Regions from separate parts of the Mus musculus genome. Here region 1 is linked to region 2. A link is a contact called in public Hi-C data. All regions are on one chromosome and are shown on one strand. Each heading gives the region's core, a stretch centred on a gene start, on an enhancer-like site or on the middle of the called end of the contact. The rest is flanking DNA. Distances are from core to core; before and after follow the strand shown.

Region 1 (3,935 bases), core at 76-2,575, 88 kb before region 2:
ATAGTCACACACACACACACACACACTCACTCATGTCATAATTGTGCTCACATACCATTCTTCTAACTTTGCCTCCCTGTCTTTGTCTCCTACTTTTATGTTTGTTTTCTTTCTTTCTTTCTTTCTTTCTTTCTCTCTTTCTAGTAAGAGTCAGCAAAAGTGTGGCTTATGAAGTCAGCCACCTTTTGAAAATAATGTTATTTAAATTAAGGCTTTTTAAAAAAATCCTAGTGAGGCAAAAAGACAGGTTGGTGCACAACGAGATCTTGATTAAAGTCTGTTATTTTGTTCAATATCTAATCGTGAAAACTTCATGTCAAAATAAGGCTTTCATAGCCAGGCGTGGGGGCGCACGCCTTTAATCCCAGCACTCGGCAGAGGCAGGAGGATTTCTGAGTTCGAGACCAGCCTGGTCTACAGAGTGAGTTCCAGGGCGGCCAGGGCTACACAGAGAAACCCTGTCTCAAAAAAAAAAAAAAAAAAAAAACAACAACAACAACAACAACAACAAAAAGGCTTTCCTTTGGTGATTAGGTTTTTCTGGTACCCCCATTAAATCTGTTCTTAAGGCAACTATTTGGCCCTAGTCCTGGCTCCAGAAAAGAACACAGATCACGGAAAAGGTTTTCTATGGCCAAATTCCACTAGTGAGTCACCAGCTACTGGAAGGACGCTGTGAGCCAGGCCACTGTAGGCAAAGACTGTGGGCCCACGCGCGACACCCTTACAAGTTCCTTCCAGAACCAGAGTTCCAACTGCTTATACCCCTCACCCTGTGCTTACAGAGACTCCCACCCCACAACTTCCAGGCCAGGCTGGCCAAGGCCTTTTTTTTTTTTTTTTTTTTTTTTTTTTTTGTGGGGATGCTGTAAAGGGAGCTTGCGCGGCAGGAAACGCGCCAAAGAGCAAGGCGGGCTGCAGTGACAAGCTGAGGACCCGGCTGGGCGGACAACAGCGCGCGCCGCCGAACCAGAAGCTGTGGGGACTGAGCGCGGGAAGCCAGATGGAGACCCTCCAGAGGCCCCCAGACTCAGTCCAGTGGTCTCGGAGCGGTGCACGCCGGGAATTGTAGTCCTCCCGGCTCGGCGCTCTGGCCCTGCTGGGTTGACTGTCCCACTCGGCCCTCAGCGAAAGGCCTCCACAGCCCGGACCAGAGCCTAAACTCACCTCAGAACCCACCTCGCCGGTCATGATTCCGGCCTCCCTTCCGCACAGCTCCAGGAGAACGTGTCTGCAGTAACCTCAACTTGACGGCGACAGCTCCCGCCGTCTCCAGCTCGGCAGCGAAGTTCGAGCTTTCGCGCCCAGACGCGGTACAACGCTCAACCTTGAGGGTTTGCACCAATCCGAGGGAGGGTTTCCCTCCGAGGCCCCACCCCTATCGCCCTGCCAATCAGGAGGCGCCTCCTGCCTGCCCGGCAAATGTAATTTGCGTTGGTTTGGCGGGTTGCGGCTGCTCTTGTCAAACAGATCTAGGAGTGGCTTTGGGGTGTCTGGGGGTTCTCGGGGAGCGAAGAGATCCCGCGCTATGGCTTAGAAAGAAGGTATCTTGCGAATGATGTTCTTGGACTTTTGACCTATGTCTTCGTTCGATGGGTCGTACCGTATGCAATTAGAGGAGAGAAATTTCAATGCAGGAAGTGAACTGGGAAGAAGTTCCCAGGATTCTGGGAGTGTCCCACACCTGAATTTTTTGCTGAGGGAACCTTAGACCCCAGTGGAGGCTTTCTCCATCAGTTCATCCCTGGAGCAATCCTAACCTGCAGAGTTAATGTTTTTACCTCTTCGGGTCGATTCTCTGTCCTTTCTTCCCCATGTTCTATAGGCAGGCAAGAATGTCCTTTCTGGACTGTATTGTCCCAGCTGACTTGTCTTTTGTCTTCTGAATGGTCAAGCCAGTGTTAAAACTCCTTACAAAGTTATTATAAAGAGACCAGCTGGCACAGGGAAAGAAAGATCTGAGTATTTATTATCCTCCATCCCACCCAAACCCCCCTCCTCTCTAACTCCCCCCACCCCCCTTCACCTATTCTGGTATGGTGACCAACTCTGTCCAGTTTGCTTAGGACTTTCCCAGGTTTAGCACGGAAAACCTCACATCCCTAGAATCTCCTCAGAGGATACGAGGGATGACAGTCACCTCTGACACTGGTCTCCCCTTTATCTGAATACACATTCAGATAAAAAACAACTCCATTTCTCCACATCTCCGCCCACTTCTACACCCCTAAGGGTCTTGAGCTGGGGATGCAGCTCAGTAGTAGAGCTCTTGCTTAGTTAGTTTGCATGAGGCCCTCCCTGGTATAATCTCCAGGCTTCCAAAAAATACAAAAAAGAGTCCCATCCTCATATTTTACCCCCTTTTTAAAAAAAAAAAGGCTATTTTACTATGACCGTATACATCAATGATTCACAAATATGCATCTATCTGTAGCACTTCCTCCAGCATTTGGAGGACTGACTTTTATTGGCCATACAGTTTGTGACAAACAATGGGCAGAATTTTATAATCATCATTCTCTTAATCTTTGGAGGAAGCGTGTAAGGGAAGTAATGTGATCGTCTCGCGTCCACTGTCACCTGCTCTTTATGATTTCCAGGCTCACCGAGAGCATCCTCCAAAATCTCCCTTCTCCTGTTCTGTTGCCCCAAATTACACTTCTGTCTAAAGAATTATTTCTGAGGGCTGGAACGACAGTTCAGAGGTTAAGATCACTGGTTGCTTTTCCAGAGGACCCTGGTTCAACTCCTATCACCAACATGGCAGCTCAAAACTATTCATAACTCCAGTTCCAGGAGCCCTGATACCCTTTTCTGGTCTCCATGGGCAACAGGCATGGATGTGGAGCACAGACATACATTCAAGCAAAATACCCATAAACACCAAAATGAATAAAAATGACTTTCATCTGTTAGCCTGTACTTCTAAAATTAGGCACTTTGGATCTTGACATAGCACACAGAATCAGTATACACAAATCAGTTCTAGGCCAGCAAGATGGATCAGCAGGTGAAGGTGCTTACAGCAGAGGCCTCAACCACCCTAGAGCCTAGGCGAGTTCTGTCCCTAGAACCCACAGTGGACGGGAAGGAGAGACTCCTCAAAGTTATCCTCTGATCTCCACACATATGTCGTATGCAGCACTAGCATATGTCTCTCTCTCTCTCTCTCTCTCTCTCTCTCACATACACACACACACACACACACACATAAATAAATAAATAAATAAATAAATAAATATGCCGAGATTACAAGTACATGAGAAAAATGGAACTTAACACATTCGTGCCATTCTCAAGTGTTCTGTTATTATTTGTTCCACGGAAATGAACAAAATCGAGCTAAAGAGTAAGAAAAGCTTGAAGAGATGCCTACAATGCTATTTTTGACTCTTGGTTTTGTGCTGAGAATCAAAGCCGGTGCCCTCATCCATGCTAAATAAATGCTCTCCCTCCCTGATATGTCTCTATATTTCTTTTCTTTTCGAAAAAGAGTCAATCATGTTACTATAGCTTTACTATAATTCTGTAGAATTTATGAACTGATTTAATCCAAAGGCCTGTGACACCTTATTTATGGAGAAACACTGCCACCCAGTGGTAAGTTTCAGTAATGTTATTCTACTTTTTTTTTTTTTTTTTTTTGGTGGAGGGAAGGCCCTGGCCCATGTGGAGGACTGATAACAACGTGTATTCTCCTTCTAGCATGTGGAGTCTGGGACTAGAATCCTCTGAAGCTGGAGTTAAAGGGACTGTAAATCACTAGGCAGAGGTGAGAGCAGCAAGTGCTCTTAGCCTCTAAGCCATCTTTTCAGCATCCCGATACCCTACTCTTCTTATCTGAAGCCATGTAAAGAAGGCTTGGGATGTAGTTGAAAAGGAGAATCTCTGTAAGATTGTTCGAAGAGTTATTTAATCAAACTTGTCTTTGGTAG
Region 2 (3,921 bases), core at 1,042-3,541:
GGAGGCAGATAGTGACTGATAGCAGCTGCTCCTGTGGTCCCATCCCTTTGGGCTCTGTTCTGAAGTTTTATTAATTCTTGTAATGTTCAAAACAGCCAATGATGTAGCTACTACAGCACCACCATTTTACACAAGAGGAAAGTGAGAAACAGAAAAGCAAAATGGTTTGTCTAATGTTGCATAATTAGTGAGTGGCAGGCTAAGGATTGAAGCCAAGACAAGCCAGCTCTAGAGCTTTCTTCTTAGTCCCTGGAGAGCACTAGTCCTTAGTGTGGCCCCCAGCTTAGCCATATCTGCATCATCTGAAAAGTTATTACACACACACACACACACACACACACACACACACACACACAGAGAGAGAGAGAGAGAGAGAGAGAGAGAGAGAGAGAGAGAGGTTTGTTTGCTTGTTTGTTTGTTTGTTTGTTTGTTTGAGATAGGGTCTCACTCTGTAGTCTTGGATGTCCCAGAACTCACACTAAGTAGACCAGACTGGCCTTGAACTCACAGAGTTCTGCCTGCCTCTGCCTTATCAGTGCTGGGATAAAGGCCTGCGCTACCCCACCCACCTGAGACATACATCCTTTTACTCAGCATAAGGCCTATGACTCACTCCGAAGGCAACTCACAAGCTGAAAGGAAGCTAGGCATACTAAAATGAATGTCTTTAAGTTCATCTCACTAGTAAGGTGTGAACATCATCCATCTCCTAAACTCCTTCTCCTTTGTATAGCATCTGATGTAAGGTGAACATTGAAAATACATAGAAGCTGGGAGTGGTGGTGGCCAGCTTTCATTCCAGCACCTGGGAGGCAGAAGAAACTGAATACTGTGATTTGAAGGCTAACCTGATCTATATAACAAGTCTCAGGCCAGCCAAGAGCACATAGTGAGACCCTGTCTCAAAAAAATGTGTGTGTGTGTGTGTGTGTGCGTGCGTTTGTGTGTGTGTGTGTGTGTGTGTGTGTGTGTAAGTTACGTTTGAGCTGGGTCTCTCTGTAATTACCCCATCAGTGCAGCAGACCAAATGAGAAGGTTATGTGAGACGATCAAGGAATTAGCTGTGGTGCTTCTGGCAAGGTAAGAAAAGGGTACCCACACTAGAGACTATGAGAATGACAGGGAATGCTTTGAGAGCACTTCATAAGGTAAGCATGTCAAGACACAGTTGAATATAGCAAATAGACAAGGGAGACAGGAGCTGATATTTTTGGCATGGAGATGCAGTTCACTGAGACAGGACAAATATATGTATTTTGTAGGGGAAAAAGAAAGGGTTAGGTTTGGACTTAAGTTTGAATTGTTAGATCCAGCTGGAGCTGTCCAGCAGACAGTAGGAAATATGAAGCTGCAACATGGTAACGTATAGATATTTGGGCATTAAAAGTGGATGAAGCTGTGAAGAGGCAAGGGGAGAGTAGAATATAAAATTCAGGTCACTACAGTGAACAAAACAAGAGGAGCCACTGAAGAAAGCTCTTCAGGACAGACATTAGGAGACTTAAGAAAATGTGAAAGCCAAGGAAAGTCTTTTTTTTTTTTAATTTTTAAGAAGAGATATAGTTTCAGATGCTGCAGGGAAATAATAGGAAATTAGCCTTTGGGGTTTGACACAAAACGTCATTAAGAGATTTGGTAGGAGCAAACGTTCTGCAGACGAAAAAGTGGAGGCAGGTGCTTCCTGCAGATAGAGAGCTCTGTCAGTGTCAAAACTGTTACACCGGCCAGAATAGGCAAGGTTTCTAACACATTTGTGGTCTCAGCGCCAGGCACGCAGCCTGGAAGGGTGGGTGGCATTAATGAGATCAGCGACTAGGGACACAGAAAGACTGACTTAGCAGAGGCAGTCAAGACTTAAGGGTGAGGGTGATTGGGAGAGGTGGGAGGCAGGGCCTTTGAGTGATTGGGTGTTGGAGGGGGAGAGGGTCGGGGAATGGGTGGGAGCCAGGCTCTGTGTTGATAGCGGGGCTGTGGATAGGTTTCCAGAGATCTGTTTAGGGAAAAGACAGGGCCCCAGGCTGCAGCCGGGGAAGGGGTGTCGCCCAGCCCCTCCCCTCTTACGCCACTGCGCGGCTCCGCCACTGGAGCCCTCCCGCCAGGCTGCACGGCTACGAGTGGCCGCCAGAGGCCGCTGCACGGTCCCCGCGCCCCCGCCCCTCTCCATTGGCCTTTGTTGCCGTCGAGCGCCCCGCTTGACTCGTTCCCGTCCGCCCCATGGGCCCATCGGTCGCGCCTGCGCACTGGCAGCTACTCGGGCGCTAGCAGGGGGAGCTGCTGCAGGCTCCGCGGCGGCGGCAACGGAGGCTGCGGGGGCGACAGCGCGAGCGGCCGGGCTTCGGGGGGGAGCCGAGCCCGGCCCGGGAGCCCGAGCAGTGCAAGTGCGAGGTACCTAGGCCCCTCACGCTGGACTCCTCAGTCTCCCGGCCGCCTGTCCTCCGCACGGGTATATGGGATGGAAGCGGGACCCTCGGGAGCAGGTAAGGGCCCTCGGGGACTGGGAGCAGTGTGTATTCCAAAGCCCTATAGGCTCTCGCGGCATAGAGCATGGTTGCAGAGTGAGGAGAGGGGCTCTCAGGGGATGGGGGGCCCATTTTGAAGGGGGTTGTATGCAGTTCCGGCTGAGAACCATGTGAAGATCTGAGACCCGGGCTGTTTGTCCTAGGAAGCAGTATACTGTCCCGAGGGTGAGAAGTAACCTGGGAGAAGGGCCTGAATGCACGGTGTCCTTCCGTGAGGTCTGGGGAGGCCTATGGGGAGGCCCGGCAGGTGGCAGGGGGGCGGGCTCCAGGTGTCCTGGAGAGGAGGGGGGCGACACAGATGGGCCTGGAACTACCGCCTGTCGGGGGGCGGGGGCTCGGCCGTGCTGGGCTGGGCTAAGCTAATGTCTCTGGGGAGTAGGCGCCGGGGCTGGCCTCTGAGCTCCGCCCAGCTGGGCCTGAAGCGGGGGTGAGGGTCAGGGGGCGGTGGGTGGGGATTTAGACCAGGGATTTCCCCCCTTAGATTGGGGACTTGAGTGGTGGCGCGGGAGCATGCGCGGAGGTACCAGCCTGAAGGGCTGCCCTATGTGGTGGGGGCGTGGCTGTTGGAGTATCCCTCCTGTGCCCCTGGGTTTAGGAGGAGTGTGCAGTCTCGCAGATTCTGTTTGCGTAGTACAAATGGGAATTGCCTTCTGTCTTGGGGGAAGGGTGGGGGGCGGTCTCTGACACTTGGTCCTTAAACCCCGGAGTAGCAGTTTGTCAAAGAAAGGGTCGAGGTCAACTGCCAGAGTGCATTTTCTGCTGCATGAGGATGGACGGGGACCAAAGCCTTGCTTTATGAGCTACTTCTCTCAGAAGATAGGCCTTAGGAAAGTGTTGGTCACTGAGAAACTAGGCCCACATGTTTTTCAAGTTTCTAGACCACTCCTGAGAAGAGATGGGAGCTTTTAATCTGAAGATAGTGCCCTCCTTTTCCATGAATTGACTCTATATCACAATATAATCTCTCTATATACCTGTGCCTCCTGTTTCCTAGTGGATCTTTTCCCACGTCAGGAGCATGTCATTAGACTCAAAGCTGCCAAGCTTGTCTGCCTGATAGAAACAAGTTGTTAGGCAGACACACTGGTGGCGCACGCCTTTAATCCCAGCGCTGGGGAGGCAGAGGCAGGCAGATGAATGAATTCAAGGTCAGCCTTGTCTACAGAGCGAGTCCCAGGACAGTGTCTCCAAAAAACAAACAAACAAACAAACAAAAACAACAACAACAAAAAGAAAACCAAAGAGGGGAGAGAAGAGGGAGAGAGAGAAGAAAAAAGAAGCAAGATGTTGGGGGTGGGGCAGCATTGACCTGATAATAGCTCTAACTTACTTTTCCTATTTAGAGGATACACACACACACACACACAAGGAGGAACTGATCTGTAATGTGTACTGATTGTAT

Evidence for each region. Hi-C and Micro-C count contacts between places; a contact is called where the count stands out from the background.
Region 1: a contact with region 2 is called in a Hi-C map of pre-B cells, with 3 times the contacts expected there. The contact joins the promoter of Clspn here to the promoter of Ago1 in region 2. A contact is called at or near these places in 2 of 39 promoter capture datasets (the C10 cell line and pre-B cells), 1 of 15 datasets of contacts at CTCF or cohesin (the NIH/3T3 cell line), 5 of 484 Hi-C or Micro-C datasets (CD4 T cells, embryonic stem cells, natural killer cells and 2 more), 9 of 115 datasets of contacts at active chromatin or transcription factors (the 230-238 cell line, the SCID.adh cell line, effector CD8 T cells and 4 more) and 4 of 9 other capture datasets (adipose tissue, embryonic stem cells, liver and 1 more).

The regions. Positions count from the first base shown.
Region 1 is chr4:126,554,370-126,558,304 of GRCm38.p6, reverse strand. Clspn (claspin) reads right to left here and starts at 1,325. Exons shown (of 26, transcript NM_175554.4): 1 at 1,168-1,325. The coding sequence starts at 1,191.
Region 2 is chr4:126,466,953-126,470,873 of GRCm38.p6, reverse strand. It overlaps Ago1 (argonaute RISC catalytic subunit 1), which reads left to right and starts at 2,291. Exons shown (of 19, transcript NM_153403.3): 1 at 2,291-2,477. The coding sequence starts at 2,453.